2 separate regions of the Mus musculus genome follow, and region 2 is linked to region 1. A link is a contact called in public HiChIP or PLAC-seq data. All regions are on one chromosome and are shown on one strand. Each heading gives the region's core, a stretch centred on a gene start, on an enhancer-like site or on the middle of the called end of the contact. The rest is flanking DNA. Distances are from core to core; before and after follow the strand shown.

Region 1 (3,707 bases), core at 881-3,380:
CCTGCCATGAGGAGGCTTATGGTTTACCCGTGAGATGGACTTGCAAACTGGTTTTTGGTTTTTTGGTTTTTTTGGTTTTTTGGTTTTTTGGTTTTTTGGTTTTTTTGTTTTTTTTTGGTTTTTTGGTTTTTTGGTTTTTTGGTTTTTTGTTTTTTTTGGTTTTTTTTGGTTTTTTGGTTTTTTGGTTTTTTGGTTTTTTGGTTTTTTGGTTTTTTGGTTTTTTGGTTTTTTGGTTTTTTGGTTTTTTGGTTTTTTGGTTTTTTGGTTTTTTGGTTTTTTGGTTTTTTGGTTTTTTGGTTTTTTGGTTTTTTGGTTTTTTTGGTTTTTTTGGTTTTTTGGTTTTTGGTTTGTTTTTCCAGACAAGGTTTCTGTCTATAGTCCTGGCTGTCCTGGAACTTGCTTGGTAGACCAGGCTGGCCTCAAACTCATAGAGATCCACCTGCCTCTGCCTCCCAAGTGCTGGGATGAAAAATGTACACCACCATGCCCAGTGCAAACAAGTCTCAATATGGCTGTTAAAATAAAATTGTGGGGTCAAAGCAAAGCAAAGTATGTGGGGAGCCAAAAGGACTGTGGGGTCCCTCGCTGTTTGATAAGAGGGGAAGAGGATGGAGAGGCCAAGGAAGCTTTCACAGAGGGACAAGTTGGTCATGCTTGCCCTCATATAGTCTCCTTTGTGTGTGTGTGGGGGGGAAGTGTACAGGGGAGATGTCTATCTCAGGAGACCCTAGTGAATGCAAATCCCTGCAGTTTGAGCTTCCTCATCCTGCTGTGAATCTACTGAAGACGGCCTGTGAAGTCATTTTGTCTTGGGACTCTAGGCCAGCATCGCTTTCCGAGCAGGGTTTGAGCCTGGGCTCTGGCATCTTGCCTACTATGATCAGTTTCTAGCTCTGTGAGTCACTGGCTCCTGGGACCACAGACAAATTATCTGAGCTCTCTATATCTCAACTTCCTTCTCCTTAAAAACCACAGGTCATGGGTCACGGGGAGACTTTTTAAAAAGTTAGTATTAGCTTTTTTTTTTTTTTTTTAAAGTCATTCCATACCAGCTCAGTCTTCTTATTTCACAGGCAAACCTTTGCACCTCTGCTGCCTGTAAACGCCTGTCTGAGGTTCCCACTTTTTCCTTATAGAAGACTCCCAATTCCCAACCTGATGGGAGAATCTTCAGACCTCCCTGCCTGCAGCAGATGTTCCGGGGGCAGGAACATAGGGAAGTAATTAAATGCTAATGTCTGGAGGTGGTTATCCCCTGTGAAACGAGTCCTATGACTGAGCGTGGGCTCAGACACTCAGCCCTGTGCGTGTGACTGTGTGTGTGAGCTGGTCAGAGCATTCTGCGATTCTGCTGAACATCCTGGGCAGGTGGGTGGGGAAGAGCCGCCACTGGCTTGAGATGCTAAGTAAGAAGGCGGGCTATGCACCTGCTCTTGTCTCGAGATCTGGGGGTGGAGGCCAGTCCACCCCCCCTTACCCCCACCACACCTGATGAGTGGAAAGAGAAGGTGGAATTGTGGTGGACACTGATGAGCTGTCCCCACTGTGCAACTGCCCCAGTGTGACACATTTGCCAAGCACCTGTGTTAGTCCTGGGCTTGAACTTGACTCTCACCCCCCAGATTCACTCTTTTCCCACTTTGTGGACATTTTCTACCCTCTATGAAGCTTGAGAACTGGACCCCAGATTCCTCCAGTCATGATGCTGGCAGAGACCCAGGGTCCACAGAGATGAAACCGAGGAGGTTGGCACAGAGGGCTGTCTGCCAGCGAGATAGCAGATTTCTGGATGCCAGAGCCAGGAAGACAAGAGAGTAACAAATTCCTCTGCTCAGAGCTTGCCAGAGTGCTGAGAATACTCCATCTGTCTAGGAATGGGGACAAAGGTGGCTCTCTCTTAGTGTGTGCAGCATCCCATAGCCTTGCCTTAGGTGAATGTGGGCTTTGCTGGCTGTCCTCCCCTCTCTCGCCTTCAGTCTTTATCTCCTCATGGGGCTGCCTTGACTAGCCAGCTCTGAATTCTTTATCCCTTGTTGGCAGTCATGAAGCACATCTGAACAAATACCAGACACAGTCACCAAGTGCCAGCTCTACATACCCTTTAAATCCTGTGCCTGGAAACAACAACACACAGCAGAACTGACTGGTGACACCTGCACAGTTAGCCGGGCATCAACGCAGTACACACAGCGCACAGTGGGCTCTGGACTCAACGCTTCACCGATCCTCAGTCGCTGCAGACCTGGACCTTGCTCTCTCTGCCTTCACAAGAGGATCTAGGCTTCCAAGGAGCAAGATGACGGCCCACTTGCCACAAGAGGTCAGCTTTTCATCAATGACCCCCTCCCTCTAGCACAGGATCTTTGGTACCAGGTGGGACTGTGCTGACTGGAGAGAGGCCAGAGCTGAGAGCTACAGAGACATCTCAGATATCTTATTAGATTTGTATGACCTTCAAGTGAGGGATGTGGCAGTCATGTTGCCAGTTGACTTTAAAGGAAAGAAAGCTCCCGTCCAGCCAATACCTTTCTGCATGCACATGCATTTTCCTTTGTATGTTGCTTGAGGTATGAATGTTTGATCCCCGTCCCTGCCCCTTCACTGTGAGGTTTGATTGTCAACACATTCTAGGTAGTTTCTGGGAAGTTTTCTCTGCTTCATCTAGCACATCTGTACTCTGTCTTCCTATGATCAGGGCACTGGGGTTTCTGCCTCTACTGCCTTGGCTGTATTACAGGAGGACCCCCCCCTTGCTGTCCTATGTATCTGCTTTTGACTTTCACTTCCTCCCGTTGAAGATCTCCAGCAGGTGTAGCACTACCAACATCATGGAACCCCACTCCCGGAGACAGCAGGATGGAGAAGAGAAGATGCCCCTCCAGGCAGAAGATATCCGGCCTGAAATAAAAGATGATCTGTATGACCCCAGCTACCAGGATGAGGAGGGACCCCCGCCCAAGCTGGAGTACGTCTGGAGGAACATCATCTTCATGGCCCTGCTGCACGTGGGAGCCCTGTACGGGATCACACTGGTTCCCTCCTGCAAGGTCTACACCTGGCTCTTGGGTAATCTCCAAACCCTCCGCCCTGGGCCAGCACCCCATGTCTCCCCCGCCCCCAACTCTTTAATAAGGTAGACTCTGATTCTGAAAAGTAGCCGCTCTCTGTCCAGATTTTTCAAGTTTTCTCTCCACTTTCTGAGATACTGATAACTAGACGGGGAACAGAGCCTCGTGGGATTGGGGTACAAGAGTGTCAGATCTGGGGGGTTCTTTAGCTTGGATGCTAAAGTCTATAAAAGGTGGAGGGATAACTGTATGACAAAGGATTGACAGTCTCCTAAAGAGCTTTTCCGTCCAAAAAGCTTTCTGACTTAGCATTGCCTGCCACAGGAAAACTAGAGCCCTTGCTGAGAGGCATGGGGGCTTAATGAGGGGGTATTTGCTTAGTCGGGAGACAGAGTAAAGTAAGACTATCCAGAGGGGATCGCTGGAGAAGAAGGAATAAAATGGGATTACCAACAAAAAATATTTGTATGTGATTCTGACCAGGACAGGCTTGTTTGCCCCAGAGAAAGATGAGGCAGGTTCCCACACGGTCCAAGTACACTGGTGTAGAGTTCTGCTGCTCCAGGTCCGTCCTGTCAGTTAGCAAGATGTTCTTAAAATGACAAAAATAGAGGGGGAGGGGGGTTTCAGAATTGGGTG
Region 2 (3,707 bases), core at 342-2,841, 500 kb after region 1:
AAAGAGTGGGGAGGTGGGGGGTGGGGAGTCTACAGGGAGGTAGGGATGAGGGGAGCCGCAGAGAGCTCATGGTGGCAAGGGGGGAGTCGTTAAACAGAATCTAGTGCTGATGAGGAAATTACACTTGTTTCATTAGCGATGGGGAAGGAGATAGCTCAGTTCCTCTTGGTCACAGTTGAGCTCAGAAGCTCATTATCCTGCTGCACGCATGCTTTCCCTCCTCGTCAATAAACAGGCTTTCCAGTGGCTGCATCCCCCACCCCCACCCAGCTCCTTCTTGGAGTGGGGCCCCTTCTCCTCTACTTAACCCGCGGTTAGGGATCACTGTAAACAGTCTGGGGTCATCACACAGGAGAAAGGGCCAGGGGGGAAACCCATAGGCCTGGCCTTTCTCCTCCTGGAGGGAGGGAGGTAGCTCCCGAAGGCTCCCAACCCACTGTGCCCTCCACTGCTCACTGCTCCTGAGCCTGCGAGCAGTCCAGTGGATTCCCGCAGTTCACTTCCCCAGTTACGTGGCCCTTGTACTGAACCTCAGGAGGGAAAAGTGGGAGGGGTTATTTCCCAGGAGGGCACCACCACTACCACCTGCCTAGCTTTGGCACAGCTCTGAGATGCCATTCTTAGGGCTTTCTGGGACAAAGTGTCCCAGGGGCCTTCCTGCTCCACCTTCCCCCTCTCTCATGCTGTAGAATCCCTAAAGCCAGTGTCCACTGTAAAAGCTCTCAGCTCCCAATTTACTTAAGTGGGAGCAGCCAGACCAAGACCAAACCCTTCCTGGGCAGCGATCTCTTGCAGGAGAGCCCAGGCACAAACCCGCCCACAGATTCCCTCCATGCCTAGGTGTGCAGGGATCTGGCTGCTACTTGTCTATGGTGGCTGTCCCCATGCAGAGCTCGGAGTGTGTGGATTACCTGGCCTCTGGCCTGCTCCCAGGGGCCCTATCCCTGCTTGAAACACCCAAGACTGGGACTAGTGAGGACAGGACAGAAGAGGCCAACTGGACACGTTGAACGCCTCTAATTCCAGTTCCCCGCCCTCCCACAGGGAGCGAGTTCTCAGGCAACCCATACAGCCATCCCCAGTACACCGCCTACAATGAGGCTTGGAGATTCAGCAACCCCGCCTTACTAAGTGAGTACGCCACCTGGCAGGCCGGCGGCTCCCAAGGTCGCCTACCCGCTCGCCAGCTCGGGCGCGCAGGCTGCTTCGGGATACGGATCCCACTCAGGACCACCCCAATTCTGGGTACCCGGATGGGCCAGGGAGACAGGCCCATTAGAGCAGCGCCGGGTCCTGGGGATACCACCAGGACGCCTGCGCCTCCAGCCTCTTCCCTCCCCTACCTCTTGATCACTGGAGGGCTCTTAGCCAACAGTGGCCGTCGGACCCCTTGGGGGATCCGCAGCCGGGTGTCACCTGTCCTGTCCCTCTCCCGCCCTGTGGATGCAGCACTACTCCTGGGCATCTGGCCTCGGGGCCGAGCCACAGTCCTCCAGGCCTGATCCCGCTGGACCCGGGGAGGGCTTTTCTTTGCTTTTCTTTCCTTTTTTGTTCTCCTGTTTGTCCTCTCACCCAGCCCATTCTTCTCCTGTGTTAACTTCCAGGTTCCCCTTATTATTATAGTGCCGCCCCCCGGGGCTCCGCCCCTGCCGCTGCTGCCGCTGCCTATGACCGCCACTAGTTACCGCGGGGACCACATCAAGCTTCAGGCAGACAGCTTCGGCCTCCACATCGTCCCCGTCTGACCGCCCACCCCAGAGGGAGGGAGGACCGAAGCGACGCGCTGCCTCTCGGCCACCGTCCCTGTCCCACCCCCACCTCGAGACATCCTCCCCCAAGCCCCGCAGCCCTTCTCATCACCCTGTCGATGGCCAGACAGGACAGGTGGAGCCGCGGGTGGGACCCTCAGGCCCCAGCCCCGCCCGTCGCCCCTCCCCGCCTGCCTGGACCGCGGCGCCGTCCGGAAGCCCGCCCGCCTCTGGCCCGCGCGCCGTTTCTGTGACACACAATCAGCGTGGCCCACCCAGGGGCAGCCCACTTCGGACGCCCGGGAGTCGGGAGGCTTCGCTGGAGAAGCTGAGCAAGGGAAGCTAAGGAAAGGACTTTGTGCTGAAGGAGGAGCCGCCGGGGAGACCCTAGGGGGGAAATCCTGCCCCATCCCCCCTGTGCCTGCCAAGCTGACCCCGCCTTCTGTCTGCGCCCCGCCCCAGACGGTGGCACTGGGACGCAAGGGTCGGACTCGAGGGACAGCGTTTGGGGCGACAGCGTTTTCCAAGGCTGGTACCCAAGGCGAGCAGACGCCAACTGAGCTCATCCACCTGAACTGCCTAGTTCCCTTGGGCCTGCGATCTCCTTCTGCAGTGACTCTCCTCTCGGCCCCGCCTTGCCCTTACGTCAGCGCCTCTTCCACCTGCTGGCCTCTCACTTTTCCCTCCTGTGCTTCCTCGGCTCATCCCACGACACCTTGTGTTTGGTCCCAAGCACGCAGCCACGTCGGGGCCACCGCGGGAACCGTGTCCTCAGGCTGCGGCTGCGAGCATTGATCTTTTCCCATCAGTAATGCGCTGCCCACCCCCACCCTCCCATCCCAAACTCCCAACCTGCGGGCGCAAAAAGCCTGGAAGGAACTGACGACCGAGCCGCCCCAGATGAAAATCCGGGTCTCCCCGCCCCATTCCCCCCAAGCACCCCCTCCCCAGCCTTCCCTTGGGCAGGAGCTGAACAGAGCCTCAAAAAAAAAAAAAAGTCTACACTTATTTAATATGATGATGGTCTTTGCAAAAATGAACAAACAAAAACCCAACAGGCTGCTTTATAGAAAGACGGTGTGTGCTGTCGAGGCGAACCTCTCTCTGTACATAGCCCCTCCCTCTCTGCCCCGCCCCTCCGGGTACCATAGAGTCCCTGTCCTCCCGCCCCCCCCCCGCCCCCCTGCCTGTAGATACACCCTTCTGTCCGTGCTGTGAGAGTCGCCGCTCGCTGGGGGGAGGGAGGGGGGACACAGCTACATGCCCACTAAAGCACAGCACGTCCTGGGGGAGGGGGGCATTTTTTTACGTTACAAAAAAAAATTATGAAAGAAATCTCTATGCAAAATGACGAACATGGTCCCGTGGACACCTCTCGCCTGTTTTGTTGACTGTTTCTCTGTAATTCCGTGTTCATCGCCCTGCATCTCTCCCACTTCATCTCCCTTTTCTCTGCTACTCTCGACCCCTCTGTGTCTCTTTCTCTTCTTCACTTGTCTCTGTCTCGGTCCGTTCTGCCCCAGGCCTCCAAGGCTACATCTAAGATGGCAGAACCAACCTCGGGGCTTGGCCCCTTGTGGCCATGCCCCACGTGCCCGACCAGGCCACCCTGCCCCACCCCACCCTGTAGTTGCTCTCTCGGTAGCGGCGATGCTCCCTGCATGTCTCCTCAACCGTGGATCGTGACGACCCGAAATAACAGAAACAAAGTAAATAAAAGTGAAAAAAAAATAAGTAAATAAATAAATAAATAAAAATCCTTGAACAAATCCGAAAAGGCTTGGAGTCCTAGCCCAGAGTGCGCTTTCCTTCGAGCCATTTTATTTGAAAAGGAAAGCGAGAAAAGTGAACAATCTAAGGGAACTGCCGGCGCCCGACCGTGCTCCAGTGGCTGGAGCTGGATGGCGAGGGCAACGAGGTCCCAGCTTCGAGGCCCAGCCTGACCCAGTCTTGTGTGGA

The links. HiChIP or PLAC-seq counts read pairs in DNA pulled down with a chosen protein or histone mark.
Region 2: a FOXA1 HiChIP or PLAC-seq map of pancreatic cancer cells shows a contact between it and region 1. The contact joins the promoter of 1700039E22Rik here to the promoter of Scd4 in region 1. A contact is called at or near these places in 2 of 39 promoter capture datasets (both in liver) and 1 of 115 datasets of contacts at active chromatin or transcription factors (pancreatic cancer cells).

What each region holds. Positions count from the first base shown.
Region 1 is chr19:44,331,196-44,334,902 of GRCm38.p6, forward strand. Scd4 (stearoyl-coenzyme A desaturase 4) reads left to right here and starts at 2,131. Exons shown (of 6, transcript NM_183216.3): 1 at 2,131-2,320; 2 at 2,799-3,066. The coding sequence starts at 2,297.
Region 2 is chr19:44,834,347-44,838,053 of GRCm38.p6, forward strand. 1700039E22Rik (RIKEN cDNA 1700039E22 gene) reads right to left here and starts at 1,592. Exons shown (of 3, transcript NR_045315.1): 1 at 1,145-1,592. It overlaps Pax2 (paired box 2), which reads left to right. Exons shown (of 10, transcript NM_001368747.1): 9 at 1,045-1,131; 10 at 1,624-3,707. The coding sequence ends at 1,745.